Linked DNA regions of Rattus norvegicus: region 1 is linked to region 2. A link is a contact called in public Hi-C data. All regions are on one chromosome and are shown on one strand. Each heading gives the region's core, a stretch centred on a gene start, on an enhancer-like site or on the middle of the called end of the contact. The rest is flanking DNA. Distances are from core to core; before and after follow the strand shown. Region 1 holds the start of Strada (STE20 related adaptor alpha). Region 2 holds the start of Cyb561 (cytochrome b-561).

Region 1 (7,361 bases), core at 4,447-6,946, 240 kb after region 2:
GTGCAGTGGAGGTGTGGCAGGAAACTTCTTCCACTTGGAGAGAGGTGAGAGGGAAAGCCGTGGTAACAGACTTAAAAGTGAGCTTCTTTTAAGAACACAGCAGGGGTATCTGCCAACCCAGTACAAGACAGCAGCAGAAGCTACAGGCACATGGTGTCTGAAGCATAAACCTCTCTGGCTTTTCCCCACTTCCTTGAGACCAGGTTTCGGGTACCCAGGATGATCTGTCACCTCAGCAGAGGATGGCCTTGAAGTTCTGACCCTCTGATCTGCCTATCTAAATGTTGGAGTTATGACACCACACATGCCTAAAAATCTTTGTCTGCTGAATATTGTAAATACAGGTGCGATCTTTAGTTTGAATTAAAATGCTCAGTAAACTGAAGTGACTCTGCTCATCCCTGAGAGGCTTCTGGCAGGGTAGGCAGGCACTCTACCTGTGAGCCACCAGCACTGCTATGTTTGAGACAAAGTCCTTTACTCAGACTCTAACGGCTAGGATTATAGACACACCAGCTGCACCTATCTGAAAATATACAATGACTTCCTGATAACATAACTGTGTGCTGAAAAGACTCTAAGGAGTCTATGAAAGAAAAATCATTTTTAAGATGGGTATGGAGCTGCATACCTGTCATCCCAGAACTAGGCAAACGGAGGCAGGAGGATCAGGCATTCAAGGTCATATTTGCTTATTTGTGACTCTGAAGCTAGCCTTTGCTACATGAACTGTGCCAAAAAATAAACAAATAGGACAAAACAAAACAAGAATTTAGACCTACCTACTGTATAGCAGACTGGGTATCATAGCAAAGACTTGTAGTCTTAGAACTAGGGAGACTGGGGCAGGAGGATCAAGAGTTCAGAGCCAGTTTGGCTACGGAAGAGATTCTGAGTCAGGGGGAAAAAAACCAAAACCAAAAACAATCTAAAAACAGATAGACATTCACCTGAATGTTGAGGGACTTCCCTTTTCTATTTCTTGTAGAAGGATTTTAATCCAGCAACATGGCTACTGTGGCGATGTGGAATAGAGTCAGGCCCTTAGTACACACTTTTAAACCCAATGAAGGTAAAATTAGCTTGTAGAAGGAAGCACCCATGTTTGAAAGTGATATCTAATTGAGTGGCAGGGAAAGTGACAAATTAGAGAAAGAGCTGACAGAATAGAATATGCCCAGCTCTCAGGAGAACAGAGAGGAAAGAGATGTGACTTAAAAGAGCAGCAGGGAGAGTGGAAAAGGGAAGAGGTAGCTTTACTGGGATAGTTGTACAGAGACAGGTTGCAGAGAAAGAACAAGCTAGACACAGGTGAAGACCGAACGAGCCAGAGAATGAGAAGGAGCCAGAGGATTAGAACAGACTGCCAAAGGTCGTGTAAGGCCAAGCAAAACAATTCAGTCAGAAGCTGAGAGAAGCCAGTTTGAATCAGTCAGCATGGACAGGTGTTTTGCGCCAGAACATCTGGGTTGACCAGCCAGTCAGAGTTCAGAAAGAGCTAGAAAGGGGGAGCTTATTCAGCAGTAAGTCTCAAGAGGCTGAAAACATTCTAGGCCTAGATTAAATTACATGGAGGCTAAAAGCTTCCAGGATTAGGCCTAGGTTAGCAGAGGGAGGCAGTAAACCTTGGAGACAATAATTACATTAGGTGAAGAAAAGATAATTGAACAATCTCTATTTTGTGTGACATTCAGATCACTAGGCTGCTTCAAATGTCCTTAAAATAGAAAACTACAGCCCTGTTGGGGATTTAGCTCAGTGGTAGAACGCTTGCCTAGGAAGCGCAAGGCCCTGGGTTCGGTCCCCAGCTCCAAAAAAAAAAAAAAAAAAAAAAAAAAAAAAAAAATAGAAAACTACAGTGGAAGGATAAAGCAGATGAACATGTCATTCAAAACATAAATCCATTTTTATCAACATTTAATACCACAATACATTGGCAAAGCAATATTCATAGTTGACAGGTACCAAAATAGCCTTATAATTTACTGACTTGTGGTGCTAAAGATCCAGCACAGGGCCTCACACATACTGGACAAGCACTCTACACTGGGGTGCATACCACATACTACATACACACATACTAGACAAGCACTCTACACTGAGGTGCATATCACATACTACATACACACATACTAGACAAGCACTCTACACTGGGGTGCATACCACATACAGCTGCATTATTTACAATCAACGGTTACTTATTTTTAAGACTCTACTAGGACTTGAGACAACTGAAGTCCTCAGAAGTAATATCAAAGCCTCAGTTATAGCTGGTGTGACTAAATCCTATACACTCTGCATAAACTGAAAATCCACTTTAGGGCAGCCCATATTTACAAGTACAGATTAGGAATAGCTGAGCTGTGTAGCATCTGCCTAGCATGCCCAAAGCCCTAAGTTTAATCCCCAGTATAGAAAAAATTATTTTTAGTTTTATTTTTCTTTACCTGAAAGAGTAGCTATGATGTTGAGGTTTATACATTAAACTTGGAAGAGGTGTGGCTTATGCTAACATGTCTTAAAACCCGAGTATGTGTTGGTGTCAGTCATACGTGAGAATACATTGTCCTCAAGTATGACTATCCCTTCAACAGGGCCCTGGTACCCGACACATACAGAAGCAGAAAGTGTGCCCTTAGCTGGCTATGGAAGTGGTAAGCACACCAAAAAGGGTGGGGAAACAGACAAGGAATGAGTAATTTATAGAATTCATCAAAAGCACGGCTGAGTGGCAGTGGGACTAGAACATCAAAGGTGACTTAAAACAGAAATTCCAAGCAAAACAGCATAACTATTCCCCAGTATCTGCTCTGTCTTGTACAAAGGTGTACCACCAACTTCTACAACAGTGCTTGCCACATAGGAACCACCCAGTAGCACTAAACGTAACACTGCCTGACTGAAGCATCAGCTCTTTGAACATTCTCTAAGTGTGTGTGTAGACAGCACATGGCTGTACCAGCAGGGAGTGGAAAAGCACCCGAGGCTTTGACACACAATGGCGGTCTAAGCAGTGTGTCTTACATCTTGTGCCCACAAATCACTTAGAGATCTTCTGAAATTGCAGGCTGCAGCTCAGACGGTCTGGAGTGGGCTGGGAAATCCTAACTCACTCCCTGGAGACGACAATGTGGTTGCCATGTGGACCATGGTTATTAACTAACATTTGAGACATCTTGTTTGGAAGAACATTCCAAGAAATGTCAGTCTATGAAGGAATGAAGAAAGGGAGGGGTAAAAATAACCCAGAGAAAAGTATGCTGGTTAGAAAACAACATCCCTGGAGTCTGTAGCACTGGAAACACCAGGAAACGGATGGATGGCTAAGATTGAAGTATGAAGCACACAGCACCATCCCAAGCCATCTGCTTCATCCTCTGCATGTTGGACAATTTGCTTTAAGACAGGGTCCCCTACCACAAAGTATACCATGAAGTCACTATGTAGCCGATGGTGACCTTGATCTCGATCCTTCAGCTTCCACACTCCTAAGCGCTAGGATTACAGGCCTGTGCCACCAAGCATAGTTGGGGGACTATCTTTTACAAACTCTCCTAGACATGTGGCTGTGTAGTCCCTGACTGAAAACTTAATACCTCATCCGGGAACCCGTTCTATAGCTGATGTTGTGTTTGTGTTCCTGAGTACTCGGAAAATGATTGATGTGCCACGGAGCCAATGGCAGAGGTGGGAAAGCTCTGAGGTATTAGTGGCTTTAGTGGAAGAATAAATTAAAATATTGATCCACTTAGTGTATGAGTGTATGTTGAAGGTGTGCAGGAGGGGTGCGCAGCAGGTGTCTTCGCTATTGATCTCTGTCAAGTTCAAGTTTAACTAATATTGAGAGTTCAGCTAATGTTGAGGATTCTATCTTCCAAGAAGTGGGGGAGGAGTGGGGTGGTAATTTGCCAGAATAGTAGTATTGATGTTTAAAAAGAGGCTAGAGATGGCTCACGCATGGCATCTCAGCACTCAGGAGGATCAGGAATTCAACATCACATCTGGCTACAGTCTCTTTTGAAAAAAGAAAAGAGTGTAGTCTAAAGACTCTGCTTCCCTTTTTGTCCCTGGTCTATCTTTTTTCTTTTTTTTTCCCCCCGGAGCTGGGGACTGAACCCAGGGCCTTGCGCTCGCTAGGCAAGCGCTCTACCGCTGAGCTAAATCCCCAACCCCTTGTCCCTGGTCTAATGTTGACACTCAGTAATCACCTCAGGTACCCTCTGTTACAGCAGCTCCCACTAACTACCTACATTCCTCACCTGTGTGGCCCTGGCTGCCTGGAACTCACTCTGTAGACCAAGCTGGCCTTGAACTCAGAGACCTGCCTGCCTCTGCCTCCTGGGTGCTTGTTTTAAAGGCGTGTGCTATCGTGACAGGCTCCCACATTAACTCTTATACTTACCAATATATGTGTGTGTGTGTGTGTGTGTATAATATGTTTGTGCGTATATATGTTCGTATGTATGTGTATACCTGTTTGTATGCTTGGTGAGGCTAAGGGACACTACTCTGCCTGGACACAGGCTGGCGGCCAGTGAGCTCTGGTGTTTCTCTTGTCACAGGCTCATGGCCACACATGGCTTTTTACATGAGTGCTAGAGACTACAGTATGTCGTCTTTTTCACAGAGCCTCCTCTCCAGCCACCCAACGATAGAATTCTCTTAGTCTGACTTTTTTTTTTTTTTCTATTTTTATCACTGGTCCTCCAAACTTCATGTCTGGGGTCACAACTATAAACACAGCCAAACATCTAAGAAACCTAATTAAAGGGTAAAGAGAGTTCAGTGCTCTAACTAATGGCTAAACTATTAAGTTCTTGAACTAAGACAGAGGCAAGATAGCAATTTTCTTCTTGGTAGTGTTAGGAATGGAAAGCAAGTCCTCACTAGAGATAATCAAGCCACACCCACAGTCTCAAATTTGGTCTACCACCTCTCAAGATCTGAGTCTCAGGTGTCGGGTATCTCTGGATAAGCTAACAACTAGTTCATAGAAGACCCATCCAAATATTGGAACATGGTACTACCTCAACGGGTATTTCAGTAAGACCGATTCCAACAGTCTGGGAGAAGGAGGTCAAGTTGAAGTACCTTAGGATTTTAGCAGAGGGCTGAGTTGAGAAGTTATCCTATTTCCTAAAACTATGAACAATTTTATTTAGCCACTCCCCTTCGGTCGTGCTCACTCTCAGCCACCATACTCGGTCCCCAAAATTGCTGGGGAAACTAAGACAAAAAGACAATTAGAAGCTCTTCGTTTTGACCAAAGCAGAGGATAGCCCTGATCTTGCTTCCATATGAGAGTTCAACCCCAACTGGAAGCCCCGGGAAAGGTGGGGAGGCCATGCGGGAGCTAGCCTCTCCGGTCCGGCAACTCTGCTCAGCATCTCCCCAGCAAGGCCCAAGCCTAATTTTGCTCTCAGGCTGTAACCTCAATGCGGGAACCCAGAACCCAGGTTAAATGAGGGCCAGAGGAGGGCGAGGGTGAGCCGGTATGGCCGCTTGGGGCCCAACCCCGAGGAGATGGACTCGGAGTCGGGAGAGAGGAACCGGCCCTGGGAGCGCACCAGGCGGGCCCGCCACCCGGTACCTGGTCTAGGAGTCAGAGCGCAGTACCGACTCCGTCTCGGCTCCGCCTCCTCAGTTTTGTGGCCGCGCTGCCGCCAGGCCGGTTGCTGGGAGGGCGGTACGCAACGTGCCATGCGCAGTGGAGGGAACCAGGGAGACTGGCCGAGCCTCGCCCCTCCCGTAAGGAAGCCCCGCCCCTTCACGGAAGATGCTCCTCCTTACTCCGCTTCACGGAGGAAGTCCCGCCCCTCCCTTACTAGGAAGCTCTGCTTTACCCCATCCAAATAGGAAGCTCCGCCTCTCGCCTCCTGCAGAGGAAGTCCTGCCTTGCCCGGCTCTCCGCCTTACCACCGCCCACGAAGGGCTCGGCTCCGCCTTGCCCCACCCATACCCTCCAGTAGAGGAAGCTCCGCCTTTCCCCAGAGAGGTTCTCCCTGCTTCCCACCTTATCCTTATCTTATCGGAAATGATAGACCCACAGTCTCTGTGTAGGGGAGAGTTATTAACTAGCCTTTTCCCTTTTGCTGAGGTCGTTCCTTATCTAGTACGAAGGCAGGTTTCCCCAAGGATATGGAAGCGAAAGACCTACTAGTTTGTCTTTGTTGCAGTCCAAAAGGGCCCCTTCCAGCAGAAAGAAAAGGGGCAAGGGCTAACTATAGCTATTCACTTGGCTACCAGGGGTATTCCCACCCCTCATCCCATTCTGCCGCTCCCAAATCATTTCACCTGGTAGGACTTAAGTGGAAAAACACACGTCTTACTTGGGTCTCTCTCAGGCCAGGCATTAGAAGAGGAAACTTTGCCCTCAGTGCCCAAAAGTTCCTTCTTTCTCCATAAAACGAGAGATTTTGTTTCTGTTCATAACTTTTTTTGGTAATGAGGTAATTTTGATAGCGTCGCATGTTGCCTGCACTGGCCTTGAACTCAAGAGATCAGCTTCCCTCTGCCTCTGCTGGGATTAAAGGTTTGGTTGCGTGTCCTCTACTTGTAGAAATCTGTGATGATTTACCTTTGTCAAATAAGACAGCTGCAGGGGCCAAAGCATATAGGACTGATAAAATGAGCACTCCATTTTGTCATGAAGTAATTTTTAGTACTTCAGTTATTGTGGGGTAAGGACCCAATACATCTGTATATGTCCTGTCAAGTAATGAATACATTTTTTTCCTAGTGCTGTCTCCTCACAGATTTATACCGGTCTATTAACTTCCAAGAATTTTAAGTTTATCCACATCCAAACAGACTTGATGAAAACACACACCACCCTCATCTGTGGTTCTTGCTGTTTTATACACAGCTGTAGCCTTGTCCAATGTTTTAACATCCCAAATTGCAATCTCAGTCTTAAAATATTTCAGCATCAATCCTCATGAATCCACAAAAAGCAAGGGAGTGGAGGAAAACTCAGTTTCTGCCAGTTCACACAGTCTTTGGAATCCAGAACATTAGGGAAAGCAGTACCTGAAAAGGTGTCAAGCTTTGCTTTTTTTGTTGTTGTTGTTGTATGTTGTGTGTGTACATCTATTTGAATGTATTTGTATGTGTATGTGGACTTGAATGTATGTGCACAAACCATGTGTGTGCAGAAGCAGGCAGAGGTCAGAAGGTGTCATACCCTCTGGAACTGGAGTGACAGAAACTTGTGGGTGCTAGATCCTTTCCAAGAGCAGCAAGTGCTTCTTACCGCTGACCCATCTCTCCAGCCCCAAACATAGTTTTGAGGCAGGGTCTCACACCTAATCCAAGCTAACCAGGCTGACTTTAAACCCTGTAAACCCCATCTCTTCTGGGAT
Region 2 (6,902 bases), core at 1,613-4,112:
ATCAAGCAGGACCACTCACTTTGGGCAGGCATGGTTTGCCTTCAAGGAACCTCATATCCACTACGTTCTAAATGTGCAAAAGCTGGAGTCACAGAAAAGAAAGCAGTGCCAGGCACCTACAATCCCAGTACTCAGGGGCTAAAGCAGGAGGACTGCAAGTTCCAGGCCAGCCTGGGCTACACAGGGAAACCCTGCTTCAAAGACAAAAATTATTGACTTCTCCTGTGCCTTACAGATACTCAGGAATCCTTTAATAAAAATGGGTGCCCCCAAGGCTCTGGACAGAACTGCTCTGCCTGTGGCAAGCCCAGATCTGTGAGCTTTAAAGGGGGTTCTGGATTGTTCCTTTGTAAGCATGTGCGTTTGTATCATGGTCCCTGGTCACCCCTACAGTGAGAATGCCCTACCCTTCCCTGCTAATGCAGATGCTGTCACTATAGGCTGTTCCTACCTCTGTGTTTCCAGAGCACAGTGGTGGGTTATCGCTCCTCAGGCTGGAAATGGCCACGCTTGACCCTAGGTTTCCTCTGCTCCCCCAGACCTGTGTTCTCTCTCCTTTTCCCTCCCTCTCCTTTCTCTCAGAACATGATCTCACAGTGGAACCCAGGCTGGCTTCTAGCTCGACATCTCCCTACCTCGGCCTCTTGACACGCCACACTTAGTTCAGAGTTTTGTAAGGAACTGGTGCTCACGTGGCCTCTCACACGGCTGCTCTCCTTTCTTTCTGAGAGTTCGGGGTGAGGTGACAGATCTCTGGGCTGTGACAGTCAAGTAGAAACAATCCAAACTCCACAGGCCGCCTGCAGACTGGCTCCGCTTAATGCAATCACACAAGGACATAGCTACCCTCAGGGCACAACCTGTGCCTGGCTACCTGTGCCTGTGCCTCTCCAAGCCCATTGTGTTTTATTAAAAGGCAACCAGGCCTAACCTCATTATTGGTACCAGATGCACAAGCTGGACAACCCAGGGGGCCGAGCGGAGCGCAGGGAAGTTGCAGGGCAGCAAACCTGCCTTGGCCACAACCCTCCCTATCAGCAGCAGGCTTTAATTGCGTTAGCAAAGACTGGTGGGGGCAGGGATTAGAGCTTCCTTTGATGGGTAGGACGTGAGAAGACAAAAGGCAAAAAGAAGCTGGGCTGTTGGAGGGGGCACCAGGGTGCGCCAGGAAAAAAAATCACCATCAGGTGTGGCCTCTGTACCAGAACTGGCCAATAGTAAAAAAGTAAAAGAGTTTGTAAAAATAAACATCATTAAATATCATTATTTAATTTTTATGGAGAAGGGCCCCATGAATGTCAACACCGAAGGCGTCTAAAGGTTACAGCGCAGCCTGGGCCACAAAGATGTAATCCAAAGTGTGTTCCCCTATTTACTACTGTGTACAATCAGGGAGGTCTTGTCCATTCTCTGAGCTGGCCTCCTCAGCCATGGTGGGGGAGGGGGAGGGACCTTATTGGACTTTGGACAAGTAAAATGGGGAAAATATGCACAAGTGCTTGGCACAGTGCCTGCCAATGAAACAGCAGTTTAACAAAAATGGTATCTCCTTAACGTCATAGTGGCGTCAACTGACTCGTGAGGATGGGGCCACAAAAGAGCCGGGGGTACCACAGTACAAACCCCTCCTGCCCACCACCAACCCATTCCCCCATAGAATAAAAACTTCTAGGGCAAGGAAGACTGTCGGTCTGCCTTTAGTTCTTATTTGCGTGGGAGTGAGAGGTAGGGGGGAGGCTAAATCCGTATCTCCCTCTGTAGCCCAGCTGGCTTTAAACTTTCGGTCTGCCTCCGCCAGCCTCCCACATTCTAGGATCACAGCCTCTTGTCCCCAAGGAGGGACCTAAGTGGTAGTTCTAATGGTTGGAATTTTATATTCCCACTCGTACTCCAATGAATTGTGAGTTGATTAGAAAATGGAGCGTGAAGCCTGGCGTGGCATTTAATCCCATCATTCAGATGTGACTGTGAGTTCATGAAGCCTGGGCTCTGCCCACCCAGGGACTGCGGCAGGGCAGGGCATCTGTGGGCAATTCTACTTCTGGTTCCAGGAGCTCCTCCTACAAGGGGTGGGGTTGGAACCGTCCAGTACTTTCCCCACCAGATCCAAGTGCTGAGGAGTGATCAAGGTATTTAAGGGAGGTGAGAATACTTTGCCTTTTGTTTTGCTAAGAACAGGACAGAATCCAGGTGCCCGAGACGGAACTCTTCCTAAAGAAAACTGCCAAGACAAAAAGAGGAAGGACATGCCAAAAGGGTCTGTGTCTGCTGATGCAGCGCGGGAGGAAAGGTAGTAAGGGTAAGAGAAGTGACCGGAAAGGGGAGGTGGCCTGGCTACCACTCAGAGGAGTCAAAGGCGGCAGCAGATCCCTCTCTCCGAGAAGTTCCACACCTGCGTCACTTCCAAGGCCAAAGCACGGAGCCAGGCTTTCTGCCAGTCTAGTAACTGGTAATCCTGCCTGAGGACGGTGGGATACGGGAAAAGATCCACCAGGCCCGCACCTGAGCGCAGGAACCAGCCTCGGGGACAGTGGCTGCAGTCGTGGCGAATGCAGTTTGGTCCACACCCACCCACTTTGTTCTACAGTACAGCCACAGGCCCCTAGACTTGAACTAGGGTCACCAGCAGTCCCCATTCTAACTCGGGCGGACGCGACCCGCGCTCCCCCGGCCGCCTTCCCCGGTGCCAGCAGCAGGAACCCCCGCGTCAGGGGACAGGCGGGGCAGTGCCCCGGTCGATGCGGGCAGGTGCGCGCGAGAGGGCGGCTCGAAGCCCAGCCTCTCCTGGCCCCAGTCTCCGCCGCCCCTCCGCGCGGAACTTGTCCCCGCCGCCCTGTCGCCTACCTGGTCCCGCCGCCGCCAGGCCTGCGCGCGTCCCCGCGCCACGCCGCGCCGCGCCCCGGCCGCTCGGCAGGTTCCACGGGCCTCGGCGCGACGGCGTCGCCATGGAGACCGTGCGGCGGCGAGACGCCGGCAGCGCGCGCGAGGAGGTGACCGTCACCTGCGCCGGAAGTGCCGCCTGGCGCGGCCACTCGGGAGGGCACCGCGGCTATACCGACCCGCACTCCCGACCCGAGCTCCAGCAGCTTCGGGACCGGCGTGCGGAGAAGGCTAGCAGCGCGGGTTCGGCGCCCGGGTTCCCGGTCATTTAGCCTCTCGCTCTCTACTCTCGCCTCGCCAGAACCCAGGAGGCCGCTAGGTGTCAGGCCCGGCCTGGGCCCCAGCTCAACTCGGGGAACCCAGGGTCACCTCTCCCAGCCCTCGTGGGCGGGGAGGGCACTTTACATTTTACTGGAAGGCTGGGAATAACCCTGCCCTTCCCGCCTCTGCACACCCACCAGCCACATCGACACTGTTATTGGTACAGTTTGCCTCCCTTTTTTTTTTCCACTCCAGGATATAGACAGAGACAGAAGAGACACCAATCTAAGGGGTAGATTCAGTCCTTCCAACTTTTCATTTAAGGCCTAGACCTGATGTGCCAAGGTCTGTACTTAAGACTGTTGCCAAGAGCAAAGCTGGGAGTTTAGCAGATCCTGGCCCGCTATTCAGGAAATGCTACGGGTAGATAAGCGCCCAGCTCAGACTTCCTACAAGCTGGGAACAAAAGGTTCTTTCCTGTTGGATGTTTGGCCAGACTCACAAAGAGTGGGAGAGAAAGGGGGTATTTTACCTTGTGAGGAAAGCATGGCTATAGGACAGCCCTCCCCCACGAAGGCAGTAGCCCTGTGCTGGGAGCGCCCCACAGGTAGAAGACAGAACTGGGGAGGGGGTGCCTTCTTAGAGGGTGAGTGTGCTGTCTAGTGTACGGTTGAGATAGAACCAAGAACCGGAATTACGTTAAGGTAACTCTTCATCCGACAGAAGCTAATGGACATTTTAAGGTAAGCAGCTGCTTCCTTGGTGTGCTAACCGGCAAACAGCAGGCAATAAATACATGCTTATAAACTAAACATGGAGCTGAGCCATTTCTCATTGTTTGGTGGGTGTATTTGGGCTTCTGGGAGGAAAAGGAGGGACCGATTTGGCAAGATGGAATCTTGTTTAAGTACTGGGCTCCCTGACTACAGTCCTGGTCTTTCACTGCCTTCCAAGACCTGGGGAGGCTCCTGTTGGATCATCCCCTAACTCATTCAAGTCTCCAAACTTAAGGGTGCATTTCCTGACCACCAGTGTGGCAGTATGGGAAAGACTACAGTTATGACGAACACACACACACACACACACACACACACACACACACACACTCAATATGCAGGGAGGGCCTCTGAGCAAAGGCCTTAAGGAGCAGAAAAGGCACTGAACAGAATGAATCTTGTTCTCATAACCAGGATGCCAGACCTAAGAGCCAACCCCACCTGGTACATTCTTTCTCCCCAGGGTTACCTGGTGCAGGAAGCTGAAGGAAAAATCAGGCGTCTCAGTTAAATTTCTACTTTAAAAACTTAGCATAAACGTGTCCTAAGTGTTTCTCGAATGTAACCAGGTCTCTTGTGTGTGCCCGTGCATCCGTGTGTCTGTGTGTCTGTGGTAGGTATTGGTTTTTCGAGACAGGGTCTCTCTGGGTAGTCCTGGCTGTCCTGGAACTCGCTCTGTAGACCAGGCCGGCCTCAAACTTGGAGATCTGCCTGCCTCTGCCTCCTAAGTGCTGGGATTAAAGGTGTGTTCCACCATCGCCCAGCCTGTTTTTACTTTAAAGGTAAGGTTTTAATTTTTTGTTCCTTTCACCATGGAAGCCTAGTGTGGGCGGAACTCCAGTCCTCAGAGTCCAAAGGAATGTGAAAAGCAGTACAAGAATCCACATGCCTAAGCCAAACAAATTTGTATCATTGTATCAGCTCTGAAAACTGGGCCCTGCCCTTCAAGGTCCCCTGGCCCGCTCTCAGCAGCAGCAGCAGCAGCAGCAGGCCCTGCTCTACCACACTCAGACTCAGGCAGCAGCATCCCCAGGTCCTTTGGGATTGTGTACATATGTAGTGGTTACTGTGGTCACGTTGAAAATAGAGCCATGAATCGCTCTGGAAGAAAAGCTTATCTTCCAGATACGTGGCCACTGGAGGTGACCCAGAGAGCAGAGACCCAGGAAGGATCAGAGCCTCTATTGGAACAACCACGGTGGCGGTGAGAGTAGCAGCCAGACAAGACACTGGCCACAGTGCTTCCGTAGCCAGCAAGAAAGACCGCTACCAGCCAAGGCTGGTTCATTCTTAGACAAACAGCCTACTGTAGTTACAGAGCCCACATATGGAGAAGAGGGGAAGTGACCCAGTCAGGCTGAGGTTTTCCTCTGCTGGGCCCTGAAGGAACAGGACATGGGCTGCCGAGGGGCTGTGGGGATCCAGCCTGAGCAGGACACAGCAGTGTTACCCCCTAGGGCTCTTGATCAGGTTCAGTTCCTCTGCCCATTAGACAGCAGGGAAGATCTTGAATTCAAAAGAGCAGCAAGAAGACAGCACCAGCAGTTGAGGAACAGCATTTGTGGGAACGTGGAAACAAACACCTAGAGAAAAAGAGTTTCAAGAAGAGGGGAAACTCTGGAAGCCAGAAAATCCAGTCTCTTCTCTAGGGCTGGGGGTTTAAGCCTCTGAAGAGTCTTCCTCCTCTAAGTTAGGATTGACGGGTTAGAAGACAGGGTTGCTGATTGGCCGGCTGCTGTTGTGTAAACATGCCCTGAACTTGTTGGGCCAGTCCATCAGCAGGTGGCCCGCTGGTGGCCGCTGGTAGGAAAGGAAGCCCACAGGGCCTTTTTGTTTTAAGCTGCCAGGTTTTGTCTCAGGTCTAACTGCTTTCCCTCAGTGTGGCAGCACTGGGAGACCATGCTTTCAGGGATCTGTCTCTCTGCTCTTCCCTTCCCTCCTTTCCTTCCTGTTCTCTTCCTCCTCTCCTCTCTCCCTCCTTCCTTCAGGCTTGGGTTCACTGGACTCCTGCTGTGCCAGGCTTTGTTCTAGGCCCTGGAGAGACCTTAAGAATGAAGACTGGACCCTGCTTTCGTGTAACTCCAGTCATGTGGGACAGGACAAAGATCAGAAAGGAAACTAGAAAAAAAAATGAGTGTGGGTACACTCACACATTCATGCACAGGCAAAAGGATGTCTACACACCAACCTAATCGAATGAAGCTTAGGTGTCTTGCTTTATGAAAAGGTAATAAGGCAGGAGACAGAGAGCAGAGGTGGCCATTGCAAAGCCAGCGCTAAGGAAGGCTGAGGGAACACTAGGGCTGCGGCCATGAGGAACCTGGAGAAGGGAATTCCCGTGAAGGGCTGAGGCGGGACAAAGGCCCTGAGCCAGGCATGTGTGAGGCTATCTGCCCACTGCCCCGCCCTCTGCCACTCCTGGATGGAGAACTTAGCTGAGTATGCAGAGATGGGAGGCAGGCATGTATAACAGGTCACCAGAGAGCAGAGGTTGAAGGTACACACGGTGTTCCCCCACCCCGCACCCCTGTAATGCACTGGGCATCCGAGCGATCTAAGTGTAGCTGTTGTGTCTAACCACATTGGCCGTAGTCTGCAGGGCCTAGGCAGACTCCCCTAACCCAGCCCAGGCATTCCTGTGGCTAGTAACGGGGCTAAGCAGAGGCCCTGGACCTCAGCCAGCCCGACACCACACACTCCTGCAGCCTTCCCTCCAGGAAAGAAATGAGAAGTCTGTGTCCCAGTCATCCTTCGGTTCCCATCTCCCTACTTCCCTCCCGAGGCAGCCAGGCAGGCCGGCCTCAAACACCGAGGACCGGCTGTGAGAACAGCAAAGGCATCATGGAGGCTGGAGCCCTGGAGCCAGGCAGGAAGCCCTGAGTGCAGAGGTGCCCATGCCCTCCAGCGGTGTCAGCACACGTGTAGAAGGGAGATGCTGGTCCCAGCCTTCTGATCATCACCTACCAATCATAAACCTCAGGACAG

Evidence for each region. A called contact is a pair of places that touch in the nucleus more often than the background predicts.
Region 1: a contact with region 2 is called in a Hi-C map of liver, with 4 times the contacts expected there. The contact joins the promoter of Strada here to the promoter of Cyb561 in region 2. A contact is called at or near these places in 2 of 12 Hi-C or Micro-C datasets (kidney and liver).

The regions. Positions count from the first base shown.
Region 1 is chr10:91,617,947-91,625,307 of GRCr8, forward strand. Strada (STE20 related adaptor alpha) reads right to left here and starts at 5,697. Exons shown (of 13, transcript NM_001415111.1): 1 at 5,591-5,697.
Region 2 is chr10:91,385,574-91,392,475 of GRCr8, forward strand. It overlaps Cyb561 (cytochrome b-561), which reads right to left and starts at 2,863. Exons shown (of 7, transcript NM_001107056.3): 1 at 2,845-2,863.